2 separate regions of the Bicyclus anynana genome follow, and region 2 is linked to region 1. The links are chromatin contacts, called in public Hi-C maps. All regions are on one chromosome and are shown on one strand. Each heading gives the region's core, a stretch centred on a gene start, on an enhancer-like site or on the middle of the called end of the contact. The rest is flanking DNA. Distances are from core to core; before and after follow the strand shown. Region 1 holds the start of LOC112046422 (protein distal antenna). Region 2 has its middle 5.3 kb from the start of LOC112046455.

Region 1 (7,213 bases), core at 1,604-4,103:
TTTATCGGGGGGCTCCCCGTCGTTGCTTTTGTCGGTGTCCGGCGAGGACAAGCGAGAGGTCATGTAGCGCAGTTTGTCCTCGTTCTTACACCAGCCGCGGAGTGTCGACTCCGGCACGCCGATGTCGCGCGCGACTGAAGCCTTGGACTCGCCGTCGTTGACGCGTTGTATCGCCTCTATCTTATCTCCGGGTGTGAGGGCACGCATAGGACGTTTGCCCTTTGTAGTCATTTTTGCCTCTCGCTTTCTGTAACAAAAGAAGTGAAGCCGTCAGTTTGCTTCGCTAATTTGAAGTATATTCTTCATAAATACGTCTCTGTTACAGCCGCAGTATGTATTTTGCGCGAATAATTAGCAGCTTGACCGTCGTCATTGACAGTTTGTATGGGAAATTATTGCGAGTGGTCTCTCGAGTAAAATAATTTTAAACACAACAGATAACGTTTGTTAGGCGAGTATGAATATTTGTGAATAGTATTGTAAATGTGGTTTTATTTTTTATTATAATTATTATCACCATATTAATAAACTTTCAATAAATTTAAATTCATAATATACATTGACATTATAATACGTTCTTGATAAACACACAAACTATTTCGGAATAATTTATAGACGTATTATTAATATCGAAAGTATTTTATTTTAATATTGTACGAAAATTTAAATCAATGACCAATTACGAAAAATAAACCTAACCTTAAGAGTAACGAATAACAATTTCGTATTATCCTGTATAAAAGTTCATCGAACTTGGTTTATCATTGCACCTGTATTTTATATCGTACCAATGACCTGTGCAGATTAAAGATTTTTACGACCGCTAAAAGTCATTCAACGATTTTATAATATAAATAAACATCCATGCGAACACAGTAGGTAACATAGGTATTTGGGCAAAAACGATAAATGTGTTTACGCGGGAAGCTATAAAGTTACGAAAAGATAAACAAAAAGAACACATAAAATTATGACCTACGACAACAGTAAGCGGCAAAAGTTGTCGGGTCGTTGACACCGTGACCTTGCAAGCGACGCACGCATCTCGCAGTCGCCGACAGATGGCATTGCATGTCACAGGAAATAATATTTTAGTTTTATAAACTTTTGTGTACAAAACAATCACTGCATTATGAATGAATTCTATTATAGTTTTTGACCATGCGGTCTATAACGTTCTATAGAATACCATTTTTATTGTCAGATTATCGCTTTTGCATTAATTATCTAAATTATCTATTAATTTAGAGGTAACATAGGAAATTAATATCATTACCAGGTATGGTCAAACGTACGTTTATAATTACATACTTATGTTTATTATTGCAATATTTACACCACTTTTATGTACATTTTACTTTGTTTTACATATTTTATATTGAAATTGAAATTATTTGAATGATTTTTAGTTAAAACATTTCAACTATCAAAACTACTTGGCTGTAGTAATTAGGCGATTTTCTTTGGCGCACAAAGTGAAAAATGAAGATTGACGGATTGGAGTTATCTAATAGTTTTGTTAATTTTTAGTCAACTTTGTGATAGAACTAAAATTCGATAGGCTTAGGTAATTAGGTACGAATATGGCAAGTCTTATAGATTACGAATGAGAAATCTCAGAAAAGTTTCCTATAATGAACGCGCTAAGTTTGAATTCTTATTTTTTACGCACTTTTCCGTCGGCATTACACCTACGGAACTATAATCAAAATCCGATATTTAATATAAAAATAGCATTTTCGACAGGACTTTTTAGGAGTTTACATATTCTTAGGCAAAAATTTAACTATTCTGGCGAGAATTATTCAATTTTTAATCAAGACTATGAATTAGTATAATAAAATAACTCATTTATTTATATTTCAAAATCATTTGGGATAACGAAAGCTTCCTTCAGTATAATTTAACATAATTAATATAATATTTTGATTTAAGAAGAAGTGGAAGATGCAAAGTTTCATGTCTTTATTAAGGACTTTACTTAAGTGTTTTAATTTTAAAAACACTTTAGCAAAATTGCATTGGCAAATGAAACAAAATGTCTGTAAGTGAAAAAGCTATTCAGTCATCATTATAACACCATGAAAATTATGTAGTGGTTTATAATTTTTCAAAATTTGTCAATTAAGAATACCTTTGAAAAATTGTTACAGCAAAGTAATTTTCGTTTTCTTAGACAGTTAGTGTGTTATCTAATAAATATATGAAAACTTTGGTGATTACTTGCAAAAGTATTACTTAAAGTTTGCTCGTGATTTAAGTCACAGTTTACACAGTGGAAAGTGTTGATGTTGATAGATTATGACAATAGAGATATACTCGTAACTTTAAAAATAAGTGCAACAATCAAAAACGGAGCCAAAATTAATTCGTCTAGCGAGTTTACAGACTAACGCAGTGAAAAGTTGTCAACTTACTTGCGAGCCGGCACGTGTGTTGTGTTTACAATTTTCGCGGAGCCAGCCGTTGCGCCGCAGCACAAACGGCACGGCACGGCACAAACGGCACAAGCGATGCAGGTATGCGCAAACGCGGCACGTGTTCCACAGTTTAGGGTTTCACTCACTATCACGCAACACGGCAACACTAGTTCGGTCGGCAGTTGTCCTTCGGGCGGCGGCACGGCACGATACGTTCGTCGCGGGGCGCGCGCGGCGACTGTGTGCCGGTGGTGATAAGGCCAGCCGCGGTCCGCCGTCCGCCGGCCGCGCCTCTCCTTTGTGTCCGTCCGGCGCCCGCCCGCGCCCCCGCGCCCCCGCCGCGCCCCGCGGACCCCGCGAGCCGTAAACACCGGCGACCGGCCTCCGCACTTTATTAACGCAATTAATTCTCCGCGCATCAACTTTCTACCGAAAAGATCGCGGACGGCAAAAGTTTTATCGCCCGCCCGAAGTTCACTCAACTTTTCCGCACGCCGGCAACTTTTCTAAACTTTATCTCGTAATGACTCGGTGCGTCTCGCGGCTGTCTCGGCAACTAATAGTTAGCGGTGAATAGTCGTAATTATTACAACTTGTGCATTGTTTATTTGTGTATTTCTGAATAAATTAACATGTTTGGATGCTATGATTTTGCAACTTGATATTGTTTAGTAACACTTTTCTTATTAAGTAACTTAGTAAAACGGTTCATTTCATTTTTTTATTTAAAAAATCTGAATAGTTACCTACTTAGGTAGTTCCTACGTAATCCTATATCCTAAACTCATAATCGTTTACTTTAAACAATAGACGACACAATTGGATGTTCTTATAAATTTTAAAGGTAGGCTTTTTTTATCTACCTATTTTTTAAGCACATTTTCTATAATGTCCATGGCATCCATATCCATAGGCACAATACAATTAGTATACCGTGCGATAGGTATCTACATCAATATTTGTAACAAAACCTTTTGTTGTATAAACAGTTATTACGAGTAAGTGTAAGTACCTAGTTGATCCTATTTTTGTAGAATTTCTTTAATACTTTGGTATTTGGTAGGTAGGTAAATCAATCGGTATAGGTACCTAATGAATGTAAAACTGCAAACAATAACTTTTCTAGGTATATTATTATCAATTTTAACCTGTACCTAACCATGCTGCATTACGTATGAATGTTAAAAAAATCTGTCTATCTGTTTGCTAAATACAAAAAATACGTCTGTGGACAAGGCTATCCATGCATACATATTTACGCAAAAATAAAAAAAAATGAAAGGGGTAGAAACAAAGATGAAAGTTTGTAGGGTAGGTATTTCGAACTAGTGATATACAAACTTATTCTAGGTAGGTACTTAGTTGTTGTAACTGAAAAAAAAAAGTTAAGGAAACCATGTAGCCGACTTCGTGGGAACAGTTTGGGTGGTCTCAGAATCTGCAGTGGCCAGACCGTCTTCATTTAATAAAAGCTGAAAGTTTAATATAACACTAATAAAATACTAATACAATTATAGTATTCATACTATAATTGTATTCTAACATAACGTGAGTATAATATATTATTTTGTTTTGCTAATCAATGTCTACCATCACTAGCTGATCCAGCGGCTTCGCTCGCGTTGAAATCTAATACGGGCAACATTAATATCTCGCGAGAAAGTAATAATTTAAAATTATTATAAAATTATGAATAATATTTTATCTATAAATAGGTATGCTATTAAATGCAATGCTAAGTGTTATTAGAATTGTTCTGATTTCGTATGATTTGGTCTTAAATTATTTATTTATTTTATTTATTTAATACTCTTTATTTATACACCATAAAAAATAAAAGAAAACAAGCAAAACAGAAACATAAGAAAAAAAAATTATTGATATGTAGTTACACGTATTTATCTACTTGTCATGTTTTAATGAGTAAAATTATTATAAATAGTTACATTCTCAAGTAAATTACATTCTCAAGTAAAAAAAAAACTGTAGTTAGCTAGTTTTCGATCTAGTTCCTTCTTCACTTTTCTACCAAAGAACTGCCAATTATCGCAAAGGTCTGCATCCATACGTACTTGATGTCCCTTTGACGCGTATGAAGCGTTTCAGTTCTTCGTTCCTGATTCGCACTATCAAGTTATGGAATGCCCTTCCAGCTTCCGTTTTCCCTACCACCTCGGTTTTGACGGCCTTCGTGACGTAGTAGTATGCGCGGTGGATTTACTAGACGGTGGTCCTGAGTTCGATCCCCGGCTGTGCCGTTTGCGGTATTTCTTAAATGGTCTGGCTGGTGGAAGGCTTCAGCCGTGGCTAGTTACCTCCCTACCGGCAAAGACGTACCGCCAAGTGATTTAGCGTTCCGGTACGACGTTGTGTATAAACCGAAAGGGGTGTGGATTATCATCCTCCTCCTAACAAGATAGCCCGCTTCCATCTTAGATTGCATCATCACTTATCATCAGGTGAGATTGTAGTCAAGGGCTAAATTGTGAATTAACCTACAAAACCTACAACATAGGTATATGACCTATGTTGTAGGTTTTTTTTCAAATCCATTATTGTGATTAGGCACCTTCTAGGCAAGCGCGTTCCACCATAGGCTGCATCATCGCTTATTGTCAAGTATGATTGCAGCCAAGCCCTCTTCTATACCTATGTATAATTAATGTAATAAAAGGTAAGGTACCCCATGTATCCCTTCCATCGATATGAGCATTTCCACCACACTGCTCCAATGCAGGTTGGCGGGCTAAGCCTGAGGGTGCGATAATGTTAAACCCTTTAACTTTAATATCCTAATAATATCAGGCAACATGGTACGCGTCTTGTCTCCAATTATAATGACCGGAACCAGCGACTTAGCGTGTGCTCCAAGGCGTCTTCGTCTTCACCAACTACTAACTTCTGGCTGAGTTTTATGAAAAATCTAGCTCAGTATGTCGAAGACTGACCCAGACTCGAACCCAGAACCTCATGATCTGAAACCACATAGGCTAACCACTGAACCAACGAAGTCTTAAGTAATACTTAATAATAATAATTAATACATAATATAACGATGGTATATGATTAATCCATACATAAGTAGACCACATAACATTCGTATAATACTATAAACATACCTACTTCCTTGGGTATTTATGTTATTCCTCCTAGATATATTTTACCCTTTTATCTCAGTAGGTAGGTGCCTAGGTTTAATAATATCTCATGGTAGGTAGGTACATACGTTTTCCTCTGCAGATCCCACCTAAGGCGCGGTTAGCTAACTGTTTTTGCTGTGGCATGTTTTTGCGTTAGCTATAGTGGGCTCTCACACTAAGGACATTTTGTCTCGGTACTTTTTGTCTTGCTCTGCTCGCCCGGTATGCTGTCACTGTGGCTATGACGTCACGGGTAGAGGTAGCTAGCCCGCAGGCGAGGTAGAAGGTAGCGAGGCAGGTGCTACGCATATCTGTGTCAATACGAGGCTGAGACTGATCGCGCGATGCGGTGCAGCGAGTTGTTTAGCGACATGTGTCGCTAGTGTGACGTCACGGGTAGAGGTAGCTAGCCGGCGAGCGGAGAGGCAGGCGGTCAACTCAGAAACTGAGATTCTGACCGCGCGATGAGATGCAGCTAAATGTTGAGCGACATGTGTCGCTAGTGTGACGTCACGGGTAGAGGTTGCTAGCCGGCGAGCGGAGAGGCAGGCGGTCAACTTGGTCACTGAGATTCTGACCGCGCGATGAGGTGCAGCGAATTGTTAGGCGACATGTGTCGCTAGTGTGACATCACGGGTAAAGGTAGCTAGCCGGTGAGCGAAGAGGCAGGCGGTCAACTCGGTCACTGAGATTCAGATCGTGCGATGCGGTGCAACGAGTTGTTGAGCGACATGTGTCGCTAGTGTGACGTCACGGGCAGAGGTAGCGAGCGGAGAGGCAGGCGGTCAACTCGGTCACTGAGATTCAGATCGCGCGATGCGGTGCAGCGAGTTGTTGAGCGACATGTGTCGCTAGTGTGACGTCACGGGTAGAGGTAGCTAGCCGGCGAGCGGCGAGGCAGGCGGCCAACTTGGTCACTGAGACTGATCGCGCGATGCGGTGCAGCGAGTTGTTGAGCGACATGTGTCGCTAGTGTGACGTCACGGGTAGAGGTAGCTAGCCGGCGAGCGGCGAGGCAGGCGGCCAACTTGGTCACTGAGACTGATCGCGCGATGCGGTGCAGCGAGTTGTTGAGCGACATGTGTCGCTAGTGTGACGTCACGGGTAGAGGTAGCTAGCCGGCGAGCGGCGAGGCAGGCGGTAGGTATGTTTGTGCCAACTCGAGGCCACTAAGGCCCTCCGAGCGCGCGATTTACGGCGCGTCGCCCGCACTGTATTTTGGGCATTGGCGATGTTTACAGAGCGTTATCTATTGGTGGATGCGGCATATTATTATATTTTTATTGTAGATTTACTCACCTTATAATAAATGTATTGAATATTTACACGAAAGCAAAATAAGCTACTGTTTATTTGTGTAAAAGGAAACATCTGTATGAAAAACAATATACTGAAATAGAACAAAATTAATAGACAGTTGATACTGATTGTAAATCAACAAAGGACTAATACATTATTTTTAATTATGATTTAATGGCTAAATGACTATAATATTTAGGTTTAGGTACCTACATATTTTTATCATTTTGTATATAGTAGGTGGTGATATTTTTCATATCTATAATTTTATGAGTGATTTTGAATCATACTTTAATTAATCAATGTTTCTAGCTCGTTTTATTTTGAATTAAAATCAATTCTCTAAGTTTATTA
Region 2 (7,213 bases), core at 3,259-5,758, 100 kb after region 1:
AAGTATGTAAATGACGGGCACCCACTTAGAATGGGAGCCTGCGAGAGTCAGACATACTTTTCTTATTTAATGACAAGTTTGCCCTTGACTGCGATCTTACCTGATGTTAAGTGAGGATGCAGTCTAAGATGGAAGTGTGCTAACTTGGAAGAGGTATAAGTATATGACGGTTTCTACGCGGCATCATACCGGAACGTTAGATCGCTTGGAGGTACATGTTTGCCGGTAGGTAACTAGCCACGCCCGAAGCCCATCACCAGACCAGGTTGGAACCAATTTAGAAAATATAATTAGATAATATAATCCTGAATTAATAAAAATAATATAAGCCAGCCTCTCTATTGAGAACCTCAACACCCCAAGGTCGTCAAAACCCCATTTTCTGGAGGCTGAAAGTTTGTCAGCCCATGATCTTACGAGTACCGTTGGTAAGTAAGAAAGCCAAATAAGAAGTTTGGACCGTGGTGGCTTTAAAAGGTTTAATCCCGATCGTGAATTGTTGTATAAATCGTATTTTTTTATATTTTCTACGGGATATTAGCAGAAATCATATTTACAGACGCCAAACTCTTTGTGGCAACCCTTCGCCGGAGATAAACTTATAGGTCGAGAAAGTTGAATCTATATCGAAGCTAGGTGACTGACTTATAATTCCTTTAGCTAAGGCTTTATTTATCTTATTATGGCGAGGAAGTTTTTTGAAAAATTAGCTCTAAACTTGGCCATTTGTGACCTTGAAACCTGCTACTTTCCATGGTGCTACTTTCCATAGTCATATAAGTCCATACTTCATAATTGGCATTAAATGAGGTAGAAGTATGTCTGGTTACAGCAAGCTCCCGGTCCAACTTATCTATTTAAATTCGGCGCAGAGAGCGGGGTTGCGTCGCCGGCCTTCGCTAATCAAAATCCGATCAGCCATTAAGTCCTCGCGCTATCTGCGCTTAGTTTACGAGCGGGTGTGCGCGGGGGTGCGGCGGCGGTGCGGGGCGTGCGGGTGATCGCTTATTTATGTGGCGGGGACGCGAAAAACTACCCTCGCAGGCGCTGCTGCACGGTACGCCGCCGGTGCGCGCTGCGCCCGTAAACCCGGACAGGGTCGCCACACGATCGGACACTTTGGGACACTATGTTTTGTTTGTTTGTTTACTTGTTTTGTGGTGTATAATATGCTCAATGGTATTTGACGGAAATCAGAATTTTCTTAACAAAGGGCACTTAAGGAATGTGACAGTAGAACATTACAATTCAGTGTAATATTGGTTATGATCGATGTAAAACTAAAATCACCAAATAATCATCAAATAAACTTCTGTTCAACTTAGTAATTTTGTAGATGCAGTAAAGTAAACAAATAGATAGATCGAATTAAGTATACTAGCTTTGTGCTCAAAGTACAGGGTTCTACGATATGCAAAAAAGATGATCGCAGTCGCAAAATAAGAGGTACAAAAATATCTCAGATGTTCGACCAGTACCTACATCAAAACCAAGTTAACCAAAAACTAAGCTAGCACACATACACACACACACATTGGAATAGCGTGGTGGTTCTTAACTACAAATCCCCTTCAAAAAATAAAAATAAAATAACTGGTAAAATAAAATCAGATTTTCGGGGTTTTCAGAAAAAATAAATGTTTTTCATAAAATTAGCAAATATTAACCGGTAAAGCATGTAAATTACATAGCTTTACATATATTTTAGGAGTTAAATTGACTAGATTATAATTTCAAATCTAATTCATGTGTACGTAATCTATACTAATATTATAAAGGTGAAGAGTTTGTTTGTATGTTTGTGTGTTTTTTTGATTGAACGCGCTAATCTCAGGAACTACTGATCCGATTTGAAAAATTCTTTCAGTGTTAGATAGCATTTATCGAGGAAGGCTATAGGCTATATATTATCCCCGTATTCCTACGGGAACGGGAACCACGCGGGTGAAACTGAGCGGCGTCAGCTAGTTAACCTTATAAATCAGGACTAGTCCCATATAATATAGAAATCATGGTAACACCAACATCGTCGCCGTTTTGTAATCAACCGTGCCGCGGTTTTTATGAGCTCGCCTTTTGCACTCACCGCTCGGTATAAATTTAGTTCGCTATCTGATATCGAGGCGCCGTGTATATGTGTAATGTATACGTATAGCATTGTCGTATATGTGTAATGTATACGTATAGCATTGTCGTATATGTGTAATGTATACGTATAGCATTGTCGTGTACGTGTAATGTATACGTATAGCATTGTCGTATAATCCGGTGTATCGATGCGTATTTACATACACGCGATAGGCTAGTTGACACTTTTTTTTTTGATGTTCTTATCTAGTAGCACGATGATGAACTAATCGTGCTACTAGATTGAAAATGTTTTTTGACATGACAACGTCTTATAATTCTATGGAGCCGGCTGCACACACAAAAAGATGACGTCATGCGTCGTTCCCTCGCTCTAGGGTTCTATTAAGATTATTAGTAAACAGTATTTTAGAAAACCGAACATTATCTTTTGAAAAATGCAACCATTCATCCATCCATCAGTATTTTCTTATAACGTTGTCACGTTCAACTAACGTCAGTAACCGACTTTACAGACAACCGATTTTTTACAATTTTTTTGAAACGTTTTTACATGAAAAATTTAGTATTTAAAATTTCATTTGACTTGAAAAAAGTTAAACTTAAAAGTGGCACATCGAATGCTGTTCTTTTTTGTTTTTTATTCTCTTATTTCTTCCTTTGCCCAACCCGCGTTGAAAAAGCGTATTAGCTCCATATCCTCTATTGTAAGAGGGAGGCCTGGTTCTATAGTGGACCATTAAAATAAGCTGCTAACAAAGACTTTATACTAACTACTCCAGTGGCGGATTTACAAATTTACCGCCAGTAGGCTATTGAATTTTTGCAGCCCCTACTAAACTCTGAAATTGAATAGGTATCCTAGTTCGCAAACAATAAACAATTACCTTAAATTGTGTCAATAAAATTGCAAGTTTTAATATTTTAGTAGGACTGTACAGGACGCACGTTTTAATATTAAAATTATCGTTACATTTTCTTTATTTTTGTAGAATAGAAAGAATTTGCCGCCCCTAAAATCCTCCGTGTACTTCTAAAGCAGTTAATCATCGTTAAACCGCGAACGTTTCAGTTGAAAAAACCCATTCGCCGTCAGGAATGGCACGCGGCTGCATTTTCTCGAGGTAGGTAGTTTTCGTCAGCGCTATATTTGCCGCGCACTCGCTAATGAGCGAACGGCGCTGCACATATACAGAAATAGTATGCGCTTATGTAGGGACGCCACGGTTGTGACGCGGTTTAGCTATCGTACAGTTCGTATTTTTTTGTTTGCCTTTTGCCTTACCCAATAGACTGTTTGATGTTGTAGTAAGTTGTCTAACGCCTTTGTGTATGTAAAGGAACGTTAACATAGCAGGAACGTATTGTTAAATTGTTTACAAAACTTACAAAACACTATATTGTGATACAAAACTTCGAAACCCGTTCATAAAATAACCATTGCTTATCAACTGCTCACGGGGAGATGATCATTTAATAATATGTTTTAGCATTATGATCCTTCAGTTTTGTGTAAGTACCGTCTATTAAACGCTTGTATACAGATAAGGGAAACAGAAGTAATAGCGCCAACAAGGTGATAGCGCTCCCTTTTGTAATGACTGTAGTAGGTGGCGAGTATTTCCATTTCATGAAACGATCGGGTATCATGAAGTGATTAATATCAAGACCCGGTCGATACGGTACTGTACGGTTGTCAGTGCAAGTGTTGAGGCTTCTTGGTATAGTGTAAATCTTTTAAATATCATGACAAATGATCAGCCTTCATGGAGTGATCAACTTCAAGACCCACTATGGTACTGCACGATTGTTAGTCCGAGTGTAACAGCGGGTGAAGTGGGCGGCGCGTTATCGCTGACGGCCGCGGATCGCGTTTATTTTTGCCACGTGTAGGCAATATCCACGCGACACCGGTCACGAGCGGAGGGCGGGTCTAACAGAAACTAATGTTACTGGTGATCCCAAGGTGATACATACTGCAAGTTATGGTTGTCAGTACGAGTTTGGTGGCTGGTAAAGAGTATAGCAGGTCTTTTCCATTTAATAAAATACCAAGCCACTAGGATACTGTACGATTGTCATTGCAGGCGTGGCATAGGCGACGGGTCTTTTCAATTTCTTGTCATGATCAGATGTCATGAAATGATCAATACAAAGACCCGGTAGTTACGCTACTGTACGATTGTCAGTCCGAGTGTCGCAGCGGGTGAAGTGTGGTGGGCGGCACGTTATCGCTGACGGCCGCGGATCGCGTGTATTTTTGCCGCGCGTAGGCAATATTTACGCGACACCGGTCACGAGCGAATGGCGGATACAAACTAATGTTACTAGTAAACGTAGGCACAACCATAACGTGTAGTATACTCGGACTATTATAGTAGCCGTCCTTAGATCCGCGTCGTACGTACCAAACAAATATCTGTACGTATTCATTGTATCCTCTTCCGTGAGTCGTAATCCTCATGTGTGAGGGTAGTGACCACCTCCATCTCTGATCCTTGTCCTTAGAATACGAAGACCCTGGGTTCCATCCCCGTCTGGGCCGATTTATTGTCTAGTCACTCTTTTTTTATTGAAAGTATGCGGCAAAATGCTGAGTTGGGGCCTTTTTCTAGGTTGTGCCACATATTACAGGGCATTCTTTAGTGCTCCACTGTTTGAGTGGACAGTTAAGCCATAATATGTTATAATTTAGATTTAATGTGATATGTGGCATTACTTAAAAAAAAGATCTTTTCTTTCTTTCTTTCTTCATTTAGGTTTCCTTAGTTGGTCCAGGTCTGCCTGGTGGGAGGTTCGTCCGTGGCTAGTTACCACCCTACCGGCAAAGACGTATCGCTAAGCGATTTAGCGTTCCGGTCGCGTAGAAACCGAAAGGGGTATGGATTTTCATCCTTCTACTAACAAGGTACCCCGCTTCCATCTTAAATTGCATCATCACTTACTATAAGGTGAGATTGTAGTCAAAGACTAACTGGTAATGAATAAAAAAAAGAGTTAACCCTTCTTTGTTATTCGGATAAAACAACGCGGTCCGCTTGTCCCCGGGTCAGTCCGCGGGGTAGGCAATACCCGGCATTATCGTATTTGTGCCGAGATCGATGCGCGCGGCGAACGGCACCTGTGCCTCACGTCTCCGAGCATACATTACGTTTATACGCCGAAGAATACTCAATACTCTCATGAGCACGTACTTGCTCGCCCGAGTAAATGATACCTTAGCCTACCTATATATACCGATAGACGTTAAAATTGAATATCTAGTCTATGAAGAAAATTACTACACATATAAGTATAAAAAACCTATACAGTTCAGAACATAGACTGTTCATTCCAGAAATATCTATGGCAACAGAATTTCATGAGAACGGAATCGCAGGCGTCCGTTACTTACTAATAACATATGCTTCTCTGAAAATCACATCAAAAACGATTTAGTCATACGCGGCATAATCGTAGATAAACATAGGTAGGTACATATACAAAATAGGGGTATAATAGAGAACCTGCTTTTTTAAGTCGGTTAAAAATTCTCAAGTTAATAATTAATATTATATTTTGCTGTATGAAAAATAAATTCGCGGGACCTCAAATTCCAGGAATAACTTGTAAGAGTTTCATTTAAGTGTTTAGTCTAAAATAATATTATTCGTTATTGAACGGCAAAAAAGTGTTCTTTTTCATTTGGCCGATACGGTTGTCCTTTGGAAAGTTTCCAATTTTTTATTTGGTCTCTACTAATCGATGGCCAGTTTGAGACGCGTTTTAGTAGCGTGATTTGGCGGGTATGGCGGCGACATGCCTCTCGTTTAGTGATGGGGGATACATTTGTCGATATTTTCAAGGCCTAATGAATTTATGATTTAGAATTTTAGAATATCGACTTTCAGTATCGTGCATTTACGGTAATAAGTACGGTGTAAGTTTACATGACGTGAATACAATATAAAATGTTTAAGCCTAGATGCTAGTCACAACAATTCCTGTACTAGTGTTAAATTATATTACAATGAGTCACCAACGGTATGTACCTATGGTTAATGTGTTTGATAGTATTTAAAAAAAAAAACTATTTGCACTATTGTCGCAACTAATCTTAACTGCCTTTACAAGTAATGGAGGGGAATAAACGTCACATTAAACAAATATGATTTACTAGCGGACGTCCGCGACTTCGTCCGCGTGGAATTCAGTTTTTCACAAATCCCTCGGAAACGATGAATTTTCCGGGATAAAAGTAGTCTATGTGTTAATCCAGACTATAATATACCTTAATACCAAATTTCAGCTAATTCGGTTCAGTAGTTGAGGCGTGAAAGAGTAACAAACATTCATATCATCAAAATCATCAGTTTTCGCAAATCTCGAGAAACCATGATTTTTTTTCGGAATAAAAAGTAGCCTATGTGCTAACCAAGAGTAAAGTCTATTTCCATGTCAAATTTCAGCTACATCGCTTCAGTAGTAGCGGCGTTATAGAGTAACAAACATCCAAACATCTAAACATACATCCAAACATCCATACAAACTTTCGCTTTTATAATATTAGTAGGAAGTAGGATTAGTAGGATATAGATACTAGACAGCCTCGTGGCGCAGTGGGTAGTCTTTATGTTTTATTATGCTTTCTGCATCCATGGTCGTGGGTTCGATTCCCTGGAATACTCACTTCAACTGGAAAAAATTGTGTGACCAGCATGGGTAATTTCCGGCGGCTAGGTGTATTTATACATTATTTAAGTATTTGTATGTAGTATATAAATATTTATCATAAAATTATTAAATTAAAAATCTTTGGGGTTAGATAGTAATGTGTGTATGTTTTATTTATTTATTTTTTTGGACAAAAGAAACAGAACATCGATAACGTATTCGTGCGTCGCACTACCCGCGAGCGCGCGCGGGCGTCGCGTCCGGTCACGCTATCGCGATCGGAATCGTTGACATCGCGCCAGCCGCGGCCGCCGCGCCCGGCCGATGACCGCGCGACGCTAATTGTCGCGTCACCTTCGCAAGGGCGGCCGCGCTGCCGGATCGTGCCTCCGCCTGCGCGGGAGACGACTCGCGACGCGTTATCGTAAAAAAGTTGGTGACCATTTGGTCTATAACGGGATATTTAACGGTT

Evidence for each region. Hi-C and Micro-C count contacts between places; a contact is called where the count stands out from the background.
Region 2: a contact with region 1 is called in a Hi-C map of whole body, with 2.4 times the contacts expected there. The contact joins the enhancer-like site here to the promoter of LOC112046422 in region 1. A contact is called at or near these places in 2 of 2 Hi-C or Micro-C datasets (whole body and whole larva).

The regions. Positions count from the first base shown.
Region 1 is chr21:11,291,051-11,298,263 of ilBicAnyn1.1, forward strand. It overlaps LOC112046422 (protein distal antenna), which reads right to left and starts at 2,854. Exons shown (of 2, transcript XM_024083034.2): 1 at 2,418-2,854; 2 at 1-247. The coding sequence starts at 2,839.
Region 2 is chr21:11,389,018-11,396,230 of ilBicAnyn1.1, forward strand. No RefSeq gene overlaps it. Among protein-coding and RNA genes, the nearest start is that of LOC112046455, 5.3 kb to the right of the region's middle. Within about 2 kb of position 4,509, at least 8 of the 8 cell types and tissues checked have open chromatin away from gene starts, as enhancers often do.